3 separate regions of the Sus scrofa genome follow, and all the other regions are linked to region 2. Evidence: chromatin contacts called from public Hi-C and HiChIP or PLAC-seq data. All regions are on one chromosome and are shown on one strand. The core of a region is the stretch at or near the end of the contact, and the rest is flanking DNA. Distances in the headings are between cores, read along the strand shown.

Region 1 (2,700 bases), core at 115-2,614, 140 kb before region 2:
GCACTGGGGTGCAGTTTGCTTACCTCTGGAACTTTAACCAAAATCTCTGAGATAGAGAATGCCCTTTGAAAAATCCTGTTACGTGAAGAATGCTTTTGCACTTGTAGAAATTCAAAATGCACCTCACAGAGTTCCCATTGTGTGTGGTTCAGTTCAAACGAATCCAATTAGCATCCATGAGGATGCAAGTTAGATCCCTGGCCTTGCTCAGTAGATCGGGGATGTGGCGTTGCTGTGAGCTGTGGTGTATGTTACAGGCATGGCTCAGATCCTGTGTTGCTGTGGCTGTGGCTGGCAGCTGTAGATCCGATTTGACCCCTAGCCTGGGAACCTCCATATGCCGAGAGTGCGGCCCTAAAAAGCAAAAAACAAAAAAAACAAAAAAAAACCCAAAAAACAAAACTCCTCAATAGCATGAAGATTATTTTAAACCAATCTTTCATTTTTATTTATTTTATTTATATTTTTATTTATGCTTTTTATATTTATTTATATTATTTATTTATAATTTTTGCTAAAGCTGAAAACATCTGCATGTTTACACCAGCCACAGGAAAAAACCTTATCACAACTTCTTTTATAGATTTAAGCATGACCTCCTGGTAAATACAGTTGCTATAAATCTTCTCTCTGGCAGGTTTACGGCCAGAAAGGAGACTAAATACTATCACTGGGATGAGTAATTGCTTAAACAAACTTTATCTGAAACCGTCTTACCTTCCATTTATTCTTCCACAGAAGCCCTTTCTCTTGCCTCTCTCTCTCCTTGTTAAGTGGATTTATAAACCTTTATCTTTGGATGTCCAGGGAGCCAATTTATCTGAAGGCTCCCTCGTAAATAAACTTTGTCTTTTCTCCTGTTAATCTCTCTGCTGTTAGTTAATTCACAGGCCCCCAACCACTGCACCTAAGTTGGTAGGGGAAAATTTTTTTCCCCCCAACACATCCTTCTTTTGACATGGAGAGTACTGATGGCTAAGCTTTTCTATCTGGGACTGGAGTTTGTCTTCCCGCTCTGCTGATGTCACTGCACAGCAAAGCATTCACTCATTTTCTTCTCTCTCACACGTGTTAATTAGATTAAAGGAAGGGATGGGAGAAAAAGAAAACATATAGGAGAGGATGCTGCTAGCTTTATTACTTGTTTGTAGAAATCATGGTGTCTCCCGTTTAGTTACTGACAGTGAAGAGCTGATGTGTGCTCGGGAACAGCTGCATAAAAGAAAGTATTCCTTTAGAACCAAAGCAATAAGGGCCAGGAGAGTGGATGAATGATGCTTGTTTTCATTCGGTCTGGTCTAATTGTATTTCAGTGGAATGTAAAATGTTACTGGATGGCTGATTCCATAGTGATTGGACCAAAACAAACATCTTCTGTATTAGTCAGCTGGGCTGCTGTAATGAAACGCCATGGACCGGGTGGCTTAAACAACATGAATTTCTTTCTCATGGTTTTGGAGGCTGAAAGTCCAACTTCAAGGTATCTGCTGACTTGGTTCTTGTGTGAAAGCCACTTCTTAGCTTGTAGATGTCCTCCTTCTTGCCGTGTCTTTATGCTGGGGGAGAGAGCGAACTCCGGGGCTCCCTTCCTTTCTTAGTGGGACACTAATCCTATCAGTAGGGTCCCATCCTTGTGACTTCATCTAAACCTAATCACCCCAAAGGCCCTACCGCCATATACCATCACCTTTGGGGTTAGAGCTTCCACAAATGAATTTGGGGCAGGGGACACAAACATTAGTCTATATAACAGCTTCTCTACAAAGAAAGACTAACCAGTTAGAAAGTATTATAATGAATCCAATGCAAAATGTTCGTGTTGAAATGCGTCATATTTTTTTCCTTTCTGACTGTCCTCTGTGGCATCTTGTTAGCAAACATCAAACCCACCTCCTCGTTCCACCCTTGCCAGAAACTCAACCCACCCTCCCTGGGACTTAATGTTGAGTTCTCTGACAGGACAGTCAGGTGTAGAAAACATTCTGTGTTCCCATAGATAACTATGCACCATCTGCAACACACCCTTCTGGGTCTTTTCAAATTCTAGTCTAGTTCAGTTTTATCCCCCTTTGCAGTTCCACTCACCATTCCTGTACCATATAAATTTGTGCTGTTTTGAGTTTTCCTTGGAATCAGTTGTAACATCTGCCTAGTTTTCTTAAATCATATGTGTAAAGTGAATTCCTCAGCACATGCTCATCTTCACATCTGTCATGAGAGTCATGATTTCTCCTTTTCCTGAAAAGTAGCTTTCTTTTTTTTTTTTTTTTTTTTGTCTTTTTGCTATTTCTTAGGCCGCTCCCGCGGCATATGGAGGTTCCCAGGCTAGGGGTCGAATCGGAGCCGTAGCCACCCGCCTACGCCAGAGCCACAGCAATGCAGGATCCGAGCCGTGTCTGCAACCTACACCACAGCTCACAGCAACGCCAGATCGTTAACTCACTGAGCAAGGGCAGGGACCGAACCTGCAACCTCATGGTTCCTAGTCGGATTCGTTAACCACTGCGCCATGACGGGAACTCCTGAAAAGTAGCTTTCAACACAGGGAAGCCTTTGCTAGTAATAGTGGCAGGATGCAGCTTCCTGATGAGGGAAGGAAAGACACGGGCTGAATCTCTGAGCCCTTGTCTTGTCCATCTCACAACCACCCACCCTTCCAGATGCTCCAGCCTCCAAACATCGAGGTCGTTCTTAACTCTT
Region 2 (2,700 bases), core at 93-2,592:
GTCGGGTTTATTAACCACTGACGGGAACTCTGCCACTAGTATAATCCTAAGTGTTCTAGTAGCCACACTAAAAAAGCAAGAGGTAAAACTAATTTTGAAAATTATTTCACCTCATTCAATACACCCAAAATGTCGTTTTGAGGTGGAATAATAACTCAGGTAGTCAGTATAGGAGTATGGGCTTCGATGCATTCTTTGATATGGCTATCGATTAACATTTACGGTTTAAGGGCTCCAGGGAGTAACATCCCCACAGACCTTGTTTACTACAGGGAGTGTACCTATGCCCAGATGGACATTAATCTCTAACCCCAAGTGACTCAGTCTATGGGAAGAGAAGGGCAAAGAAACCTTGAGCGTTATGGGACATTTCCACCCCTAAAACCCCTATTGGACAAGGACTGATATAAGTAATTGGGCAAGGCCAATGAGAGAAAACTGCATCTTTCTGGAACCCATGTTGGTAACCCCTATCTTTAAGGGATAAAAAACCCTATAGGACAATAGGAAGGGGGGACTCCTTCTCCCTCCCAGCTGTCCTGGGAGTTGTTTGCTTTCCTGTAATAAAGACTTGGCTGGCTTGCTACCTGTGTGTTAGTGAGGTTCATTCTTCCCCTCCCTTGAATAAGAACCTGGATTCAGGTAACATCTTTCCAGTATCAGTTTCATTATGTAATAATGTAAAGATTACTCAGGAGATTATTTTATCTTATTGCCATGTTTTATTTATTTACTTATTTTTGTCTTTTTGCCATTTCTTGGGCCGCTCCCACGGCATATGGAGGTTCCCAGGCTAGGGGTCGAATTGGAGCTGTAGACACCTTCGCCAGAGCCACAGCAAAGGGGGATCCGAGCCTCGTCTGTGACCTACACCACAGCTCATGCAACGCCAGATCCTTAACCCACTGAGCAAGGCCAGGGATCGAACCCACAATCTCGTGGTTCTTAGTCGGATTCGTTAACCACTGCACCACAATGGGAACTCCTCGCCATGTTTTAAAAAATCTCTTCAGCACATTTCTGAGGTGAAGTTTTCAGCGTTTAAAGGGAAATGTGGATGTGCCAAAACAAAAAACTCCTGTTTAACCGGAAAATATTCCACATTGCTTCGGTTTTTTAAAAAAGTTAATTAAAATTAAATGAAATGTAAAATTCTGGTCTTCAGTCACACTAGCCATATTTCAAGTGTTATACAGCCATAGATGGCTACTGGCAACCCTATAGGTCACAGCAGGTCTCGACCGTAGCTGTTCTCCAACCGGGCCCTCAAAAGCATACGTCGGCGCAGATGACCGACCTAGTAAGCTCTGGGCACAAGAAAGCCACAAATCCTGCAGTTTCAGATCTCTCCACCAGGTGGCACTAAAGAGCACACCCTCGCCAGCGCGTGACGCGTTTCCAACCCCGGAAGCTAAATCCAGCTGTTCTATCCAGTTCCTCCCGCTTTCTCCACCTCCCGGTCGCACCCAGGCTAATATTCTCAAGTCATCAAGTCGGCAGCAGGGCATGATGGGCAGGACAGCAGGGCCGCAGAGTCTGCGAAGCGAGTGAAGAGAGGCGCCTGGAGCACACAAGGGCAGTGGGCTCGCAGGCCGGGACCCCTGACTGGCGCAGACTACAAAGAGGCCCCCGCAGTAGAACGCGTCGCCTGGCTACCGCCATCGAGTTGTCTTCTCCAGGACCTCCAGGGTCGGACCTGAGTTCCCACGGTCGGCAACCCGGGCCCAGTACACTCGCAGGCCTCCCCTCCAATGATCCAGAAGTCACGCCCGGCGCTGCTGCAGCCTCAGGATGTTGGAGACAGAGTGGAAACTCTTATGGTAAAGTGCGAGGAAGGGAAGGCAGGGGTTCCTGCATCGTCGGCTTGGGGAGGGAAATGTGGAAGGTTGCCGAGGCTCAGCAGCCCACGGTGAACCTTTTTTTTTTTTTTTTTTTTTTTGCGCCCCAGATACACGCATAACAGGTTGGGGACCTGGCAGCAGAAATGGAGTTTGACTAAGATTAAAAGAGGGAGGGAGAAGGAAAGAAGTTGCAGTCCAACCCTTGGGACAGGCAAGCAGAGGTCTCGATACTACATTGGGTAGAGATAGGCGGAATTGCTGGGGCCTTGGGAGGTATGAGGGGAATGTGCCCGTGTGGCCCGGAATGAGGTGCGAGTGCTACAGGAAGTTGCTTTGATTTGGAAGTCTAAAGTGACAGATGGGAGGACACCTGGGTAGATATTTGGACCATTGCAAGGCCTGGTAGTAGCGCTAAGCCTAGGAAGCGGTCGGTCCTCGAGGGAGGTGGGTTCGGACTGTACCGCTCCCACAAGCTGGACGAGAGGACCCTCTGGGTATCCCCCACTTCGCGGCTTGCCTGGAGCAGTTGCTGTTTGCTTGAGCCTCCAAGCCACGCCCCTCCCATGTCTGGATTGGCTGCCATGGTCGTGTCGCGGGGCTGCTATTGGTGGGGGCGGAGGCGGGGCTGGGCAGGCGGGGCTAGGAGGAAGGTCCCGCTGAGTTACTACTCGTGGTGAAACGAGGCTTAGTTGCCGCTTGGCCTTAGGCTGGGAGCGCTGGTCTGCAGCGGCGGCGGAAGCTTTCCTCTCTGAGGTCAAGGTTATGGTCCACCTGCGCTCAGGGCAGGGCTGGAGTGTGGTTTTTTGTTTTGTTTTGTTTTGTTTTAAGCCAAGGCTGTGGTGTCTTCTCTACGTCTATA
Region 3 (2,700 bases), core at 178-2,677, 190 kb before region 2:
TAGGAAAAATACCAGAGTGGGGGCTAGAGGAGGGAGAGCTAGGGAGGTGAGGGGAAAGGGGCAGCCTGCGAGGGGGCTTCAGGAGCCTGGGCAGTTACAGCAGGCTTTAGCCTGAGGGCTCAGGAAGCCACTGAAAGGTTTTAAGTAGGGAGTGACATACCAGATTTGCATTTTAAAAAGATGGCTCCCGCTCAGGACTGGAGGGGGTGTGACCAGTTGGACCAGAGCTAGGTGAGAGATGACAGGCCAAAGGCTTAGGAGAAAGGGGGCAGGAACTTGGTGACCTCTGGAGCTGGGGACCAAAGAGGCCAGTGAAGTTGAGGATTTGGGGTAAGTGATGAGTTGCGCTCCAGAGGACTGTGAGGCATCGGAGTGGAGGTGTCGGGTGGGCAGTGGAGCCAGGCAGGGACCCTCTTGTGTCATGAGTGTGGGCTGTGCGTGACTGTGCCAGGGAGTAGGAGTGACTAAGTGTGTGCGACGGCTGCTGTGGTGTGGGCATCTTAACGGGGCCCCCGGGGAGGGTAAACTGAGGACCAGGAGGAAGTACGTGCTGGGGAGGGAGCCGTGAGTGGGAGAAGCCTACGTGTGCCCGCGGGTGGCCAGTGTAGCTGCGCCCGTGACTCACAGCGGTGGCCTCTGCGTGTGACGGTGACTGACAAACAGGTGAGCATACGACATAATCCCTCCCTCCCTCCAGGGGTCCGTGACTCACGGAGCCTCACTCCTCGCTCTTCTCTCCACTCCCTCCCTGACGGGCGCCGGGCACTCGCCGCAGCCCCGGCACCCGCCCCCGGGGGGAGCCCGAGGAGGAAGGCGACAAATGTCACCTGCTCCGGCCACGCGAGGAACTTCTGAAAAGTTCTCAGGCAACTGGGTCAAAAGGGAACTCACCCGGGACGCGCGCCCGCCGCCACCCCGCCACCCGCGCGCTATCCCGGCTCGGCTGCCACTCACCCCAGGCTCGGGGCACAGGGACTTCTTGGGGTCCCAGTGGCGGGGCGGGGGAGGGGAGGGGAGCGGAAAACCTGAGACTGTCGCCTCCCCGGCTCCCGGCCCGGACTTCCTCCGTGGCGCGCGGTCCGGGGCCAGGCTGTCTTCGTCCTGGCGCCCGAGCAAAGGTGGCTGGAGAAAACGGCAGGGGCCGGGGAGCAGCGCCCCCCGCACGGGACGCCCCCTTCCTAAAGTCTGTCCCACCGGTCTGAAGCCCCCGACACTGACCTGAGATCCGGATGCTCGCCAAGGGCAACGCTGAGACCTGCGTCCCGGCTGGGAACGCCCCCTACACGGCGACCCCGCGCTCGCTAGCTCGCTCAGCCGGCAGCGATCTGCCCAGCAGCCCCTCTCTCTCTGTGCGTCCGGCAGCAGCGGCGGCGGCGGGAGACTGGCTGCGCCCGGCCCCGCCCGCAACTCCGCCCTCCTCGTCAGTGGAAAACTCCGGGGCTCACGGCGCTGACGCATGCCGGGCCTCCCGCCCCGCCCCGCCCCGCCCCGCCCCGCCCCGCCCCGGAGGCACCGCCTCCTCCCCCTCCCGAGCCGGCGCAGCAGCCGCAGGCCTCCCTGCGGACTCTGACCTCGCGCCAGCGCCGCTGGCGCTCTCCACCCCCAGCCCCCTCCTTCGCCCCTCCGCCGCAATCCCGCGGGCTCTCCTCCGCACACACTTTTGGAGAATCCCCGAAGCTCCGGGCCGGCAGAGCAGGATCGTAAAGATCCCCACCTCTCTTCACGGCCCCAGTTCACAGATAGGTAGACTGAGGCCCAGAGCAATGCAGAGCGTACCTCAGGCCATCCGTGGGTGGCAGAGCCGAGGCCTCCTATACATCTTACCCCCACCTTGCCCGAGGCAGTTTACTATAATCCAATCAAATATTCCTTCCTCCCTACCCGCCCCCATCCGCCTGGAAAGTAACCTGGAGATGAACCAGAGGAGGGGAGTGGAGGTGGGGACGGGGCGGGGGGGGGGGGAGGGGGGGGAGAAGGTCATCCTTGGGCCTGACCTTCACCTCTGCGCACGGGCGAGAAACCCTGCAGAAGCCCAAAGCTAGGGATTCCTGGAACCAGTTTACCCCCACCCCACCGCCACCCCATCCCTCCCTTAAAAAAAAAAGAAAGAAAAAAAAAAAAAGGAAGAGAGAAGGGTAGTTTCTTCTGAGCCAGACCCTGGCCACTTAAATGGCCCACTGCCTGCTCTGCTCCCGCCAAGGCCTTTCCTGACTAAGGGCCAATTCCTCCAATGTTACTGCGCCTGGGAAAGTGTGTGCATGTCTCCGCGGCGAGTTCTGGCCCAGGAGCCCACCCTCCACCCATCTTCCCAACCCCTGGTCAGATCCGACCCACCACCACCCACCACGTCTCTTGAGCGTTTCCACCCTCACACCTTTGCAGCAGCCTTTCCTCTCACCTCGAATGCCTTCTTGTTCTCTCACTGCTTAGCAAAATCCCAACGCCCTTAAGGTCTCAACTTGCACTGCCTCCTCCAGGGAGACTTCGTGGGCTCCTGACCCTCCCCCTCCCAGTCTGGCTCCCGCTGCATTCTGGGTTCTTCTCTGACTGTCCTAGATGAGTGCTGTCTGTGACTAGTCCAGCCCTCAGGGTTGCTTTCTACCTAACTCCAGGTGAGCAGTGGGGGTGACCTGTTCTGCCTGGTTGGCATCTGGGGTACAGATGATGGAAAGATCTCCCTTAACGGCCACAGGTGTGTCT

Evidence for each region. A called contact is a pair of places that touch in the nucleus more often than the background predicts. HiChIP or PLAC-seq counts read pairs in DNA pulled down with a chosen protein or histone mark.
Region 1: a contact with region 2 is called in a Hi-C map of embryonic fibroblasts, with 5 times the contacts expected there. The contact joins the enhancer-like site here to the promoter of SLC25A38 in region 2. A contact is called at or near these places in 1 of 5 promoter capture datasets (liver), 23 of 47 Hi-C or Micro-C datasets (adipose tissue, alveolar macrophages, blood and 13 more) and 1 of 2 datasets of contacts at active chromatin or transcription factors (alveolar macrophages).
Region 3: a contact with region 2 is called in an H3K27ac HiChIP or PLAC-seq map of alveolar macrophages. The contact joins the promoter of CSRNP1 here to the promoter of SLC25A38 in region 2. A contact is called at or near these places in 1 of 5 promoter capture datasets (liver) and 1 of 2 datasets of contacts at active chromatin or transcription factors (alveolar macrophages).

Annotation. Positions count from the first base shown.
Region 1 is chr13:23,893,062-23,895,761 of Sscrofa11.1, forward strand. No RefSeq gene overlaps it. Among named protein-coding and RNA genes, the nearest start is that of XIRP1, 18 kb to the left of the region's middle. Within about 2 kb of position 1,365, at least 4 of the 83 cell types and tissues checked have an H3K27ac peak or open chromatin away from gene starts, as enhancers often do. A contact at or near this core is called in embryonic fibroblasts, where this site is marked.
Region 2 is chr13:24,029,229-24,031,928 of Sscrofa11.1, forward strand. It overlaps SLC25A38 (solute carrier family 25 member 38), which reads left to right and starts at 1,343. Exons shown (of 7, transcript XM_003358375.2): 1 at 1,343-1,820. The coding sequence starts at 1,752.
Region 3 is chr13:23,843,771-23,846,470 of Sscrofa11.1, forward strand. CSRNP1 (cysteine/serine-rich nuclear protein 1) reads right to left here and starts at 1,428. Exons shown (of 5, transcript XM_003132123.4): 1 at 1,219-1,428. It overlaps LOC106505568 (a long non-coding RNA gene), which reads left to right and starts at 43. Exons shown (of 3, transcript XR_002338214.1): 1 at 43-330.